Linked DNA regions of Mus musculus: region 2 is linked to region 1. Evidence: chromatin contacts called from public Hi-C data. All regions are on one chromosome and are shown on one strand. Each heading gives the region's core, a stretch centred on a gene start, on an enhancer-like site or on the middle of the called end of the contact. The rest is flanking DNA. Distances are from core to core; before and after follow the strand shown. Region 1 has its middle 55 kb from the start of Zfp365. Region 2 holds the start of 4930543I11Rik (a long non-coding RNA gene).

What was found. Hi-C and Micro-C count contacts between places; a contact is called where the count stands out from the background.
Region 2: a Hi-C map of 3T3-L1-derived adipocytes shows a contact between it and region 1, with 6 times the contacts expected there. The contact joins the promoter of 4930543I11Rik here to the enhancer-like site in region 1. A contact is called at or near these places in 1 of 15 datasets of contacts at CTCF or cohesin (the NIH/3T3 cell line), 15 of 484 Hi-C or Micro-C datasets (3T3-L1-derived adipocytes, B cells, the C2C12 cell line and 10 more) and 1 of 115 datasets of contacts at active chromatin or transcription factors (heart atrium).

Annotation. Positions count from the first base shown.
Region 1 is chr10:67,853,640-67,861,536 of GRCm38.p6, reverse strand. No RefSeq gene overlaps it. Among named protein-coding and RNA genes, the nearest start is that of Zfp365, 55 kb to the left of the region's middle. Within about 2 kb of position 3,831, at least 20 of the 459 cell types and tissues checked have an H3K27ac peak or open chromatin away from gene starts, as enhancers often do. A contact at or near this core is called in 3T3-L1-derived adipocytes and brown adipocytes, where this site is marked.
Region 2 is chr10:67,782,726-67,790,622 of GRCm38.p6, reverse strand. It overlaps 4930543I11Rik (a long non-coding RNA gene), which reads right to left and starts at 4,880. Exons shown (of 3, transcript XR_380531.4): 1 at 3,761-4,880; 2 at 2,117-2,335; 3 at 1,790-1,906. Gm51769 (a long non-coding RNA gene) reads left to right here and starts at 234. Exons shown (of 3, transcript XR_003948899.1): 1 at 234-521; 2 at 650-830; 3 at 1,767-1,816.

The DNA of each region.
Region 1 (7,897 bases), core at 2,582-5,081:
CTTATGGAACCCAGAGTCCCATTCTTCATATTTAGGAGGAAAAACAACAGACACAAATGGCGATTGTTGAAATTTAATTCCACAAGAAAGTTAAATGGCGTGTCCAGATTATTGGTAATAATACATAAAAATGTTAATTAGTAAGGACAATTTTGATGACCTATAAGACCTTAGTCATTCACGGTGTCACTTCAGTACTTCAAGGCAAAAAGGATTTTCACAAAGAAATTAGTGTTTGGTAGGAGATTAGCATTCCTTGAATCTCTTTCCAGGCCTTCAATGATCCACACCGTTGCCATGACTAATACCCTGACTATCGTGACCCAGACCCAATTAGCTGGCAAAGCAAATGCTAAAGAGAGAGCCAACTAGGAGTTGGTGAGATCTCGTTTCAGAGTTGGTAACTTTGTGTCAAGAATCTCATTTCTGTCGGCAGGCTTATCTGTAACATGGTCAGGAGAGTCACACCCACAGTTCTACACAAGGTGTATAATTAGCCCTTAAAAGATGACATGGGTGAGCACATGGCATTGCAAAGGGGTCCGGCACACAGGGAAACCTCTTCCTGGAAGCCTCTTACTCCATTGCTCCATTGCTCCATTGCTGTTAGCTCTCAGAGCAGGAGAGCCGAATGCTGCAGGTACCTGCACAGGTGAGAAAACACCATCTCTGCTCTCGGTGATGTCAAAAGTTGTTCCTATTTACATCTTTCTACAATCTGTACCCATAGGGGAAAACTTGAGTATACATCGGGTTTGGGGGTGGAGCAAGATAGATAGAGATAAGGAAATATGGCTGAGGTCATTTTACAACTGATAAATTATGAAGAGCAGTTCCGCTGAATATAACTACTTTAAAATACATTTGTTTAATCTATTTATTAGAGACAATGTTTCGCCTAGCCGAGGCCCTGGGTTTACTATGTAATTGAGGCTGCCCTTGAGTGGGCCTGTGCAGCTGTGTGTATGAGCACAGATCCTGCCCTTTTGCTGCTCCCTGTCAAGTGCTGGGACTGCAGATGTGCACCTCTGTACCAAATATTAGGAGGTGCTGAGGATAAAGCCCATGCCAGGTGGACACTCTCCTCCACAAGCCCCATCCCCTGCCCCTACATTTCTTTCTTTCTTTAATTGTTTGGAGACAGGGTCTCACACTGTACTCTAAGCTGAACTGGGACTCACTTACATGGCCCACACTGGCCTCAAAGTTCTATCTATCCCCCTGCCTCAGCCTCAAAGCATAAGGCACCAAGCTCAATTGCTTTAGGAAGCAGCTTGTTGACTTTATCTTAAAGAGTTGAGCTACGACACCCTGCTTTTCTTGCCCTCTGTAAATCCTCTTCCTGGCATAAAGTAAATGTGAAAATGTAAACAGAAAATTTGGTTCTTCTAAAGGAGACCCATGCTACCTTCTTCCTTTTGGGGGCGGGGTGGGTTTGGGGTTTTGGCTTTTCAAGTATGGGGCAGAGTTCTTTATGTAGCCCTGGCTGTCCTAGACTCGATCTGTAGACCAGGCTGGCTTCAAACTCACAGAGATCCACCTGCCTCTTCCTCCTGAGTGCTGAGGTTGAAGATATGTGCCACCCCACCTTCCTTTTGCTTTTAAGTAAAGGATTCTGGGAACAGTTGTGGTGACAGACACATATCAAGAGGGAGTTATTTTGCTCTAACTGTATATTATAGAAAGTTAACAGGTTGCCATATTACCCAAGGATAACTCGTAAATCATTTTCTTCTAAATTTGCATACTTATGTGCCAATGTATATGTGCTAATATGCATGTATTTATGTTTGATGTATGGATTGGTGTAGATTGGTGTTAGTATGGTACATATGTTAGCATATATGTTAGTGTATGTGTGTACTAGTATGTATGTTTCTTGGTGTGTGGTTAGTACACAGTAGTATATTGGTATCCAAGTATTTGTTATTGTGTCTGTTAGTATATTTTTGCCTTTGTGCTACTGTGTGTCTGTGCATGTATGGGTGTGTTGTGCATGTTAATATGCATATGTATTAATAAGTGATTAGTATGCATGTTAGTGTTATATGTGTGGGCATGTTAGTGTTATTATGTATATTAGCATGTTTTTAATTAATGAGTGTATTTGTGTGTATGTTAGTGTGTGAACAGGTGTTGTATGTTAGCATGTGTTAGTATGGGTGTGTTCTTTGAATTTTAGTATGTGTGTTCCTTCTTGTTAGTATGTTCCTATGTGTGTTCATGTGTATGTGTTAGTATGGGCTTGTTCGATGTTAGTATGTGGTTAGATTACGACGTGTGCATTTGTGGGTATTTGTAGGCTAGCATTCATCATGTGTGTTTGTTAGTATGTACATGTAGCAGCGTGTTCTGTGCACAGCTTGTGGGATTAGGAGCCATAGAAAGCTTATATAGCACTTGACTTTGCTTACTTTGGAAATGCCCTCAATGCAGAGCCGTGGTAAGTCTCCTTTTCACCACTAGAGGGCGTGGGCCGACAATGAATCGGCTCAAGCAATTTCATCTCTCCTGGCTACTTCCATTGATGCACTTTGAATGAGCTTGAACAGCCATGTTCCCGCTTCTTACAGCTCATGCCATTTACTTAATGCTTTTATTATTTTTGCCATTGATAAGTTCATCTACTGTCCTGAAACCTGAGTATGTTTTATCCAACTCAATATAGATATTACAGTGGATCGAAAACGGTGTCTCATTTTGAATTTTGACCCTTCAGAACTCTGTCCTGTGTTGTTAGAAAAGTGCTCTCTGTCTCTCTGTCTCTGTCTCCCTTTTGTGTCCCCCACCAAAAGGAATTCTTGTAACTAAACTCATTGACTGATCTAGAGGACAGTGGAATCCAGATGGGGACCTGAAGAGACCTGGCTCCGTCGCACAGAATGCACATCCACCAGAGGTGACCTTCAGCTACCTTCAGTGATGGTGATGATCTCCACGGACATGTTCTCAGAGGGCAGACATCTTCCTTTTCGTGTGTCTACCTGTCAGTTAAGCGTCTCGCACAGACTGTATACACGACTCATAAATACGAGGGAGGAGAGAGGAAGCAGGAAGCAGGAAGCAGGAAGTCGGAAGTCGGAAGTCGGGAAGTACACCCAGCTTCTCCACAGTTAGGATGCAGAGAATTGTGGATCCCTTGGGATAGAAACGTTGCTTTACTCATGGATACTAGGGATTCTAAGCGTGGACTGAAGCTTGCACAAGGATAAGACCTCTGCTAAAACCAGGTTCCCAGTCCCTGCTCCAAGACGATGAGTCTGAACCTTTTCAAGTGCCCAGGAATCCACAGTTCTATATACTTCTGAACTTCTGCCTTGTACCTTGCAAAGCCTACATTTCATATATGTTAGGTGGAAAATAATATCCGTGATTCAGTCTCTGACATCATGCCTTTTTACGCAAACACATTTCTTTGAGGAAACAAGCTGTTTCACTTTAATAAAAAGAAAAAATAATCTTAAGTAGGGAAAATATTTTCTTGGATAATAAAGAAGACAAACCTTTTAAAAACTGACTGGTATCAAGTAACTAAACAGAAACCAAGACTAATGTTTATCCTAAAAGGTTTGGGTACTTAGACACAAAGGCAAATCAGTTCGGGTTCCAACCCTTGGAGTATCTCTGGCTACTTTTCTCTGATGCTCTCTGTGTATGCCCCTTCCCAAGACCTTGGCATCATGGATTGTTTTACAAGTTAATAAAGATTTAGCTGGCTTTCTACACTTGCATGTCCCTTGTCTTCTCTGGGCACAGATTGCTCCCAGAGTCTCTTCTTGGCAGGAACCTGGCTCCTTTGACACAAAGGCAAGGCTGAGTCGTCTCATACTGGCAGCAGCCCCAATTCCATGAAGAAATGTGCTCGCCTTTTTTGCAGAGATCAGCTAGGCTGTGTCCGACCCTCTGTGGCAAAGGCAGACTGACTCTGTACTGGGACACAGATGGATTCTCTGTGTAGGAAGGAGGAAAACGCTGGCTACAGTAACTAGAGTTGGACGAACATCTTACCAGCATGCTATACCTAGGAAGTGATCTGTTTGGCTGCAAGAAGCTCAAGAATTTGCACAACACCATTGAATAGTCTGACCTCATCATAGCAAACACAGCAAATCAGACTTATCTCTGTTTTCCCAACAAGCAAGCCAGTTGCTCCCTCGGCACCCAACACGTCATACCCCTCACAACTTGTGCACACCGGCTCAAAGCTCTGCCCCAGAGAGAATTCCTCCATCTCCTTGACACCTGGGATAGCTAATCTCTATTGTCAATGGGATGACATCTCGAAGCACCTGGCAGACAAAACCTTAGACACATCTGTGAGGGATTTTCTATATCAGGTTAACTGGGGTGGAAGGATCCGCCCACCGTGGGTGGCATCATTCCATAGGTCTGCGTCCTGGATTACATACAAAGGAGAAAGCCAGCATTCATCACTCTCTTCCTTATGACTGTGGATGCCTCCGGCTTCTGCCACATACCTTTTCCATCCGGATGAACTACATCTTGGAACTATGCGCCAAAATAAACCCTCCCTTCCTTAAGTTGCTTTACTCGGGATGTTCTGTCCCAGCAATGGGAAAAGTAACAAAGACACCACCCATAGGGAAAATTGTTCTTGTTGTAATCATTGAGCTGTGCTCATTGCTCTGCTTACTCTGTCTTATACCATCATGACGACAACTCCAATAAGAAGGTACTGCTACTAATACTGCTTCGTTTCATTCCATATCCATTGTGATTTCTTTGCTCCCACATTGTCCAAGTTCTCTGACTTTGTGTGTTTGTTGTTATCTAAATCACACACACACATACACACACACACACACACACACACACACACACACACACACATACACACACACACACATATACTTTAAGTAGCCAAACCAGTAGAGAAGTTGGTCAAGTGCCCTCTGTACTCTCTTCCCATTGTACAGATGAGAAAACAAAGATGTTAGAGGTCCTATAGAGTCTAGTCTTGTCCATAGCACAAAGTCTTGCCACTTCTTAGAGCCTCTTCTTAGAGTTTCTGAGCCAGGCACAATAGCTTGGGGTTTGTAAGTTTTAAAAGCAGTTCCTTTCTAAGCTTGGTCAGCCATAGTTAAGAATCACCCATTCTCCATCTTGCTGGAAGCCCACCTGCTTCCTCTGTCTTCTCTTATTATATGCCCATGTCTGGTGTCAGCCAGAGGCTAAGTGTACTTTGTGTGTCCTGCAAATTGCTTGCAAATAGAACGGGAGAAAGTTTAAAGGTTTGATGACTAGGTCACAAGGAAATGGATTATTATCCACTTAGTTTAAAGACACATGGCAGCCAGCCTTCCAGGTGAGGGGAGAAGCAGATCAGTCTAAGACTGAGCTAGGCTTTGCTTCAGCATCACCATGGAGCCCAGTGGGCTCGTCCAGATGACAGAGTGCTCCCTCACCCCCATATTTCTCTTGCCTTCCCGGGCTGGATAGACATACTTAGTAAATAGGATTCTCAGACGCATGGGGGCAAGCCTTACACTGCTATGAGAACACAGAACCAAGCCCCAGGGACACTCTAGCCTTGGAGTGGCAGAGCCTTATATGGAAGTGGTGTGTGCTTTTTGCTTTACTGGGTATCTTTAAATAGCAAGGAACAGCATCTCAAAGCCTTCCAAAGAGCTACTTAACGTTATTTTTCTCCATGACAACAGCTTGCCAATAAGGATAGAATTTAAAGAGCTAGGACCCCAAGCAGGAAGAGAAACTGGAAAATTTTCCCTGCTAAAATGAAGGCTCGAAGATTAACCCAAGCTGGCGTGTAAACTCCATACATTGACTCATAGCTATAGACCAGATGAAATGAGCAATAGGACTGCGCTCTTTAATTAACTGTGGAATCCAGGGGATGTTTAAAGGTGTTCGCATGGCGGTGGATGGTGTGATCACAGGCATACCTTAACATTGCCAGGACTGAAAAGACGGATCTGTTTTCTTACCTACTACCTATAGAAGCTTGAAGCAATTGATTTTGTTTTGCTGCTTAAAAATTCAACATCTAAGTAATCCCATTGGCGCTTTCCTTAGGTACAATCTTCCAGAAATACCTTTTGCCTCACGAAAGCTGGCTCCCAGCTCCTCAGCTCCTAACTTCCTCTTTCCCCCAACCATCTCCCCCTCAACCAAGACTAGTGTCTATCTGAGTAACACCAGATCTAGAACAGCACCTCACCCCATCTCACCCCACATACATAGAGCAGATTCAATGTTGTCTGCTACACAGAAGTAACTTCCCTTTTGTGATCAAGAGAATTCCAACTTCTGGCTTCTTGGACATGCTATTAAGGGCTGGTACCCTGAAAATGGTCAGCATTACCCCATTACTAATTGTTAGACAAATGTCTTGGGTGTCCCAGTAGCAAGCATTGAGCCCGGCCATGGGGCAACAGAGGGATTAATGCTCGTTTTCGCTGTCTGGGACAAGTAGTTTTTCTCTGATGACTGGTTTCAGTCCTGTCCTTTGAAACCACAGAATTAGTAAAGGCATTCCGCAGAGAGCAGAGAAAAGCTGCCAGACCCCTTCATGAGTACAGCGCCCTTCAGATTGCTTCTTCTCTTGGATATACTGCAACTGGACATCAAGCCTTTCCAGGGAGACTGTCCCAGATGCCGCCTATCTCCTAGGCTCCTGTCCCTCAGTCTTAGAGACCCAGATTTGATTCTTTTTGCAAGGAGTTACCTTGCTGGATAAGGTTTCAAGTCCAGAGGTGCAGGTTTGCATTGGTATGTGACCCTTGAGGAAAAGGTTCAAAACATTAAACTACAGCCTGGGGAGTTGTCCACCCCCGCCCCTCCCGCTCTTTAACCAGAAAATAAATATCACTGTCATTTTGAAAACCGAAATGGTAGCTTTTAAGCAACTCGCAAATAATAGAGTTGAACATTTCAAGAGGAAAATGGGCAGGATTTCTGCAGTCGGAGCCCCGTGCTGACCTCTTAGCTAGTAAGTTGAGCACACAGCAATCACAAGGTAAGTGCCTTTTACTCTCTCTCTCTCTCTCTCTCTCTCTCTCTCTCTCTCTCTCTCTCTCTCTCTGTGAATGAATGTTCCCCCATGACATTCAGGAAATGATGTTAACTTTAAAAAAATAGAACTAAGCCAGGCACCTTCACTGGGACAATGTAGAGAGGCAAAGATTCGTGTCCTTGAACTTTTGCCTCATGGAGTGTGGCACGACTCAGGAAGCGTAGGCTCACTTGTAAGAGACCAGCATGCCACCTATAGCAACGGCTTGGCGAATGCTACCAAGCCTAGGGGAGCAACCCTCTTCCCTTTTCTTCATTTCTTCTGTTCTTCATTTCCTCAGACTGTTCCAGGGAAGGTTCCACATCCCCTCTGGCTTTGGAGTCTGGAAGGATTGACTCTCTCTCATGGTTGGTTTCTCCTCGCCCAAGTTCTCACCTTATTCTGCTCCCAAGACATGTTCCTGTTTCATACTGACAACATCCCCTGGCTTGCTGACTGGATGCCATTTGAGTTTGGCCAACGAGAGGCCCTTTGGGAGGCTAGAGGGTGTTGGGGAGGTGTCAGCACACCTGGTCCGAGACTTATGCGTCTATCTTATACCCCCGGAAGGAGCTGTTCCTTGTCACTTCTAATTTTGGCTATTGCCAGTTAGCTCTCCATCAGTAGTGAGCCTGAGTCTTAATGGCCTTCAACTAGAATCCCTTCTCTTTGGCCCTGGGTCCTGGGTCACTCTAGTATATACCTTTATTATCTTCTTACTTTCCAATGCTTCGACCATGACAACATTTGCTTCCTCTGCTCTTCTTGCCTTCTATCATCACGGCCTCCTAATTCTTTCACAGATAAACCTCTGCATCCAGGTAGCTCATAAGTCATGAGACTTCAGGCCATGGTACTGTCTTA
Region 2 (7,897 bases), core at 3,631-6,130, 72 kb after region 1:
GTAGGAAAATTACATCTATGCCCATTGCACTGAAGAAGACATAAACCGCAAAGGGGTTTCTTTGTAATCCCAGGCCACGCTGCTGTCGATATAAACTAGATTCAGAGGTTGGATCCTTTGAAGATAGATAGGTCCTTAATACTGACCTCCATTCTTCATGTCAGAATTTTGCATCGATAAGTCACACAAAACTACAGTTAGACTGGTTGACTCCTCTGTGAGACCTTCCCGAGGAACCTTTTCCTGTAGTCTAGCTATGCAGTGTCGAGGTAGACAGGGCATGTGTCTAAGCTGTAAAAGGTGAAAATCTCAAGTAGATGGAACCCCATTGACTCCTAGAGAGATAGATGAGTCACAGGATGGGCTGCTGAGGAGGGGGAGGAGGAAGGGGAGGAGAGAAGAATGGATAAAGGGACAGAGGAAGGAGAAAATGGAAGGGAATGGGGAAGGAAGCAGGAAAAGTCACCAATATGACTACGTGACTTAGCATCCAAGATCTACCTGTGAAAAATTAGCCAATAGTAAGAATAAATTTTACTCTTGATAAAAAAGGAGAGACATGCTTGAAGTGACGGTTGAGAGGATGGGAATTCCCCTTCCATCAACCATTTGCTCATTCTTTTGTTTGGCAAGTATTCTTTCAATGCAGGAGTCTGCGGGGGCGCAGGGTGAAGTCTGCAGGGGCTGTGACGGAGACACGGAGGAAGGAAGTGCATTGAACGCATGCAAAGGAAGGGGATGAGCATCCATCAGGCAAATCTGGAGCAGTCATTCTCTCACTATAGAAATGAGCCTATGCGAGAAACGGGTCATATACCGGCGAGCTGGAGGTAAGTCTCTGTCTCTGTTAAGGCACAGTGCACAGGGTGTTCTGGCTTTCCTGGACCCACGAGTAAAATGACCAGAAAATCTATGTGTAAATGGGGCCTGGTGACAACAGACAGGCTCTTTTACTGCAGTCGAGAGGCCAAGGAGGAGTTTCTAAAGGTTTGTACCATAAGGAATGACACCGTGAGAAAGAATGTTTATAATAACCAACCCCAAGCGAGAGGGAGTGTTTACTGACTGGGACCTAAGCAGTTGTATATTAAAGCCCTCACAGCCCCCCAATCCGAGCGTCCTTCCTTATCTTTGTTGTTGTCTGAGTTGTTCTAGTTCCTTCCTTCCATTCTCTCTACTCTGTGCCTCCTCCTGCTGCGCGTATTTGCTTTCTCATGCACACATTACAAACTCACTGTGTGCCAAGACTTCATACTCACCAGGCCCCAGGATGTACCCTCTGGCAGAGGCTAAAGCATCCCTTAACCTCTATCCACAAGAACTCGAGCATTCTTATCATGGGGAATCTCGCTGAACCAGTGCTGCTCCATACCTCGGAAGCAGAGAGGCTTTAGACCACACCAAAACACACAGAAGCATCTCTGCCTGCCACTCAGACCTGTTCCTTGGGTTGGGAGGGTTGGGAACGCCTGTTTAATTGTAAGGACGAACATGTAGCTGGTCATTTTGGGACATCTTTACAAAGAGCATCATTTCCCATCTGTTGATGTGCTTCTTGCTCAAAGATCTCTTGCCAGTCCTATTCAATGGCTTTGGGTTGTATGAAAATGGGCAATTTCTAATGGTTTCCAGGGTTTTTTTTCTTCCTTTCTCTTTCTCTCTCTCTCTCTCTCTCTCTCTCTCTCTCTCTCTCTCTCTCTCTCTCTTTCTTTCTTCCTTTCAGGTAGTTTCCAACTAACTCCTTTTTTGTTTGTTTGTTTTGCCAGAGTAAAGGTTGTGACCCACTACCCAGGCTTTGAATCAAATGAGAGAAAACAGATGCTAACTATCTTGTTTGAAAGGGAGGAGCAGGCTACATGTTCATCTATCGAGGTCCCAGGGGATCCCCAAGCGACAATCTAGAAGACTGTGAAATGAAAAAAAGAAAAGATAAATTACAGCGTCTCTTTTGAAACCATCGGCAAGGGAAAACTGACTAGTTCAGCAGTTTGAGAAAACACGTCCGTGGTTAGTCACTGGACAGCTGATGTAAAATATGAGGTGTGTTTCCTTGCTCCAGCTGATTTGTGTTTACACTTCATATTCCCCACGAGTTCCTCCCCCCATACACACACACCTCCTGAGCTATCAGAACCGATAGTTCTCGCAAACCGGTTACCACCGTGTTGATGCTGGAAGTACATGCTTCTCTGGTCCTCAGCTAACACTGACTGAGCCCTCCTTTCCATGTGCGAGTGAAGAGAGGCAGTTTTCCTTGTCCAAATGGAGACAGTCCAGCTCAAGATGTTCAGCTGGAGGATGGAATGCCGGGCTAGATGTCAGAGGGGGGCTGGCCCTGGAAACAAAGATAAAAAGAGAGGTAATAATTTAAGTTGTGGGTGGAGGCAAGATCATCTAGGGTAGCAGGCAAAGCAAAGAAGAAGAAACAGCCAAAGACAGGCTCTTGTAACATTCCCACTTGTGGGCAAGGGAACACATATCATGAGGTTATCAATCCCAGGAGATGACATAGAGTTGTAAGGGGGCAAGGACCATGGGAAAGGAGAGTGATATGTCATATTGTCAAAGGGGTGGGGATTTCAAAGGAGTCCTGGCTCATAGTCAAATGCCACGGAGGAAGAGGCAAAAGAACAGCTGAAAATCACAGTTGAGGTTGATCGTGAAGCTGTAACTATGGTAGAGATCTGAAGCAGGCCAGATTGCAGAGCAATCCGGTGACCAGGACAGAAAGAGGGCAGAGTAATTTTCTAGGAGGTTTGGTGGTGAAAGGAAGGGAGAGAGAACATGAGAGATGATGTGCACATTAGCAATGTTGCTTTTCTAAGAGTGGGGTCTTGCCGGGCAGTGGTGGTGCACATTTTTAATCTCAGCACCTGGGAGGCAGAGGTAGAGGCAAGCAGATATCCAAGTCAGCCTGGTCTATAGAGCAAGTTCCAAGACAGCCAGGGCTACATACACATAGAAACCCTGTCTCAAACAAACAAAAGTGGTAGGGTCTTCTGGGCTGAGATGTAGTTTGGGGGTGGGGTGCTTGCTTATAACACACAAGGCTCCATGTTCTAGTTCTGTACCTCACCCACTCTAAAAGCAGAACTCAGATAAACACATATGTATGGCAAGACACCTCTGAGAAGAGAGGAAATTACCAAAAGAGCTGAAATTACTAACACGTGAAATGAATCTAACCTTGAAGGGACATAGATGTGACAATCTCCCCGGATCCTTACCTCAAGTCCCCATAGAGCCACAGTATGGTAGTCAAGGGCACACAACCTGAAGCCAGAATGCCAGGGTTGCAATGGTGACTTTACCTTTAACTTGACATTGTGACCAGTGTGGTATGGTGTAATAACTTTTAAAACATGCAAAATAACAGTATACATTCTATGGGATTATTTATGGCTTCATACCCCAGGTTAAAATGGGGGCTCTCTTCCTATCAAGCTTCTAAATTGAAAATGTGTCTTTTACATGAAAAAGCAGAAGTCATAGCTTAATGATGTAGTGTTTCTCTTCCTTCGGGAAGTGGGAAAATTGTGGGCCTACCCATTATTAAGTTAGGGGCTATCTTTACATAAAATATGTAGAGTGGGCATGGCACACTGTAAACGCTGTACAGTAATGCAAACTAAAGGCACAGAGAGAATCAAGAGTGATGGGGGCATTGAAGTGGGGGGAGGAGCTTGAAGAAAATCCTTGTCACATTGAAAGTCAGTTCTAAGAGCACCCCGTTCATTAAGCCTTTCTTCTTGGAACCAACCTGCCTTCTGTTTTTGCTCGTCCTCTTCCTGTTAAACTTCTGTCCACTGTCAGAAACCAAACCACTCATATTTGGGTCAGGAAGAGTTGTGTCCTAATTCCTAGGAGTTTTAATGCTAAAAGTGCAAGGGGGGGGGGTGCAAGCAGAAGCAATATGAATTCTGTGGAGTGAGTTATAATCTGGTTCTATTTCCTAAAGTAGGAAAAAAAGATGATTTAACACAAAAAGCATTGCACACTCAAAAGGTAGAAGCCATGTCGAGAATTCCTATGGAGTCAACAGTGATCTTCTCACTGGGTCTACAGCACTTGGTGACCCACTGTCCTCTGTATGAAGAAAAATCTGGTGTCACTTTCTTAATGCCAATAGAACCACTCGCACTTGGAGTTTCCTCTAGTTCCACCATTGCCCCCATCTCTTATAGCTGCTATACTCAAGGCAGAACGAGCCATTGGGAAGCAAGTTGGACAGAAGATATGCCACACAGCTGCCCTTCATGACTTGGCAGATGTGAGAAGATAAACGAGTTTATCTTCTAGTGTCTGCCTGGATCGCTCTCTAATTCTGTTGATAGGTACCTCTGCCTCATAGCTCTGTGCTGTTCAGAAACACTCTACTCCCTGCTCTTTACTGGAATCTTAAGCTTCCCTGTTAGATTTTAGTTGGCAGGATCTTCACCAAGTGGCTAACCGATAGCCAGGTCATAAGGATTCTTTGCTCACAAGTAGACTCGCCATCCTGGGAGTGGATTCGTTAGCATGACAGTGGGTTTGTTACGAACCAGGCTTAGTTCTCCTCCTCTCTTAGGTGTGTCCTCTCATGATGTATTGTATCCTGCAATGTTTTAAAAAGCAGAAGGACCTAGCTTGAAGGGACACTTCAGTCGTGTATGTCTCGGACTCCTGGAGCTCTGAGCCAAGTGCTGTTCTCTTTATGTTAAGTAACCAAGTCTCAAGTGCTCTCTTGCAGCAATGCCAAACAGATAAGCTGGGTTAAAGCTAACTGCTTTGTCATTTTCTCTTCACCTTAGACGGGAAAGTTAGGTCAAAGGTTTGGGTCCAGTGATGCAAGGCCAGTCTGTGACTGTTGACTTTATAACCCAAGCAGATGACTCAGAATTTGGAGTTTGGAGCTTGGAGTACTTCCAGTGGGTACGATTCCATGGTGTTCCTAAGTAACAGTCAGAGCAACCTGTGACTAAGAGAGTTACTATGCAGCACACTGTCAAGTAGTCCCATTAAATGGGGTAGAAGCCAGAATTCCATGATTAAGAAGGACTAATGGAGGCTGGCAGGATGGCCCAGTGGGTAAAGACACTTGATGTCAACACTAATGAGTTCACTTCTCAAAGACTCACAAGATGGGAGGAGAAAACTGACCTCTGAGTTCCACTTGCCCACTTCCTTACACACACCTTCAATGATTAAATAAACGTGCAGTAAAATGACTTCATTCCTGTGTCTATGGAATTCTAATGGGGAGATGATTGTTGCTTAAGAAAAAGAGGAGCGATCAGAGCAACAGTTAACAGGATATTGGTCTGAGAAAAAGGAGGCCATGGAAACATCATTTCTCACCATTTCACCTGTCTTAATTGCTCTCCTCTCCTGATCAGGATTACACCTACCATCCTTTGGCCTTAGTCAGCCCTGCATCACCTGTAAAACAATGCAAATTTAGTGTCTTCAGCTCTGGGGCACAGAAATCCAAAACAGGTCATAGCATGCTCAAATGAAGGTACTGGGGGTGCAGGAAGGTACTGTGTCTTTCTTCATGTTGGAAGAAATGCCTGTTTCTCATCTCTCCCAGCTTATAGAGGTTTAAGTATAGCTTGGACAATGGTATATATTTCCAAAACAATGTAGCCTCCAGATCTCTGACTGTGAGTCTGTAGTATTGCCTCTTACACTGGCTCTCGCCCTCCTTTTTCCTTCTGAAAAGAGCCCTGTGATTATCTTGAACTTACTTGGATAACCCAGAACACCTTACACTTTGCCATTAATAACACCCTCCAAAGTCCTTTTGCATTAAACATGCACAGGTTTCAGCATGAGGGCGTCCTCGGGGGCAGGGCTCCCACCATTTTGCTTACCGTAGTATTCCTGAAGGTTCACATAAACTACAACACCCCCAATCTGTATTTTCATCTGTGATATGATGATACTGGAGTCTCTCAAGGTATCTTCATGAAATTATGATGATGGAATGTATTCTTAATGTATGACCTGAGGTTTTAAGTGTTTGCAAAATGATACTTTAAGGAATTCGAGGGATGGAGATGGAGCTTGGCGGTAGAGTGCTCTCTGTCTTGAAAGAGCCTGGGCAAGGTCTTGAACTTCATACCCAGAACCTCATTTTCCACAAGACACCTTGAGGCTGAAGGCAACAGATGGATCACTCTTAGGTGAAACAGACAACACTGATTTATTTAGTCTACTTCTGACTTTTCTTCTCCCTCTGTGTGTGTGTAGAGAGGTGTGTGTCTGTTGCTTGTGTATGTGTACCTGTTCATGTGTGTGCACATGTGGTGTAGACATGTAGTGTCCAGGGATGAATACTGGATGTCTTTTTCCACAGTTCTCCATCTTGATTCTTTAGGACAGGGTCTGCCACTGTACCTGGAGCTCATCAATTTGGTGAAATGATCTGATCAGAAAGCTCCAGGAGTGTTCCTGTACCCTTGTCACAGTTAGGTTGATAAATGCAGCCATCTTGCCCCACATATTTTTACATGGGTCTTGGGGGTCTGAACTCAGGGCCTTATACTGAGGCAGAAAACACTTTACCAACTGACTATTTGGGACATTTCTTACCAAAGCACCAAGGAAGGAAGAAGATGAAGAGAGCCAAACAATATTAAAGGAGGAAAGTGCCCAACATCACACATACACATCACCCTTCAATTGTGATTTGATCCTCATGGACACTGAGCCCTGAGCGTACATCCTCGGTAGCCAGAGAGCTTGTCATGTTTGTGCCTGAAAGGATTGTGAAAAGTCCTGTTGGTGGACAGCTCAAGGGAACAGTTCTCCCGAGTGCCTGAAGCCATGCGTTCTATCTCGAGGGAGGTTTTCTTATCAGCAAGTCCATCCTGTTACCATCAGCTTGCTAGTGAGGACCTGGGTTAGATGCTTCCCTGCAAGTGCCATCAGCATGGGCCAAAAGACAGCTACAGATATGGATTTGCACAGCCACAAACAGGAAGTGCACACCAGCTGGATCAGGAAGGGGTCCAGAAGAAACTCCAGATTTCTGCCTCTTGAGTCTAGAAAAGGAATTTTCCACCGTTCAGAGAGAGTGGAGAAAATTCTGCTCCTCCTCTGCCACTACTAATTCTGGGTCAACTATTAGAGTTCATATTTTTAATTACCATTATTTATTATTATGCAGGGCATACACGTGGAGGCCAGGGGACAGCTTTGTGGCATTTGCCCACCTTTAAGTAGCTTCTAGGGATTGAACCCAGATCAATCAGGCTTGTGAAGCCTGTGTTTTTGGCCACAGAGTCATCTCTTGAGCCCCACCCTGGGACTATGGCAAAGGAATTAGTAAACTAATTCCTTTTAAGAATACATTGATGCTGGAAATCATGTCATCAGCCAGAAACAACACAATTGTATAAATGAATAAAGCCTCAAAGAACTTGACATAGAAAAAGCTCCAACGTCCGTTCAAGTCCTCAGACCTCCAGGAAGACAGCAAAAAAGAGCCCAGCAGAAATTATGCAGAGATAAAAAATATGGCTTGCCCCAAATGTGGTCCTCAGACATATTTTATTATTTCGAGAAACTTAGTGAACCCCAAACAGAATAAACAAGGAAAGAAATCCATGTCAAAAATACAAGATAATTAAATGAAATAAAAAACTAAAGACAAAGAATAGTCCTGACAGCGACCAGGGAAAAATGACATGCCTCATGAGAGCTCGGATGAGCAAGGATAGCTCACTGGGGCCACAGGAGCTGGGAGGGAGTGATATGCCAGTCCAAAATCCTCAAGGAATGGACAGTTAAGCCTGGACTCATAGCCAATGGAATGTATTCTACGCCCAGCACATATCTGCCCATCACGAATGAACTAACAGTTCTTCATGTAAGAAAACTGAATTTGATCTTTCAGAAGATCTGCTTTAACAAC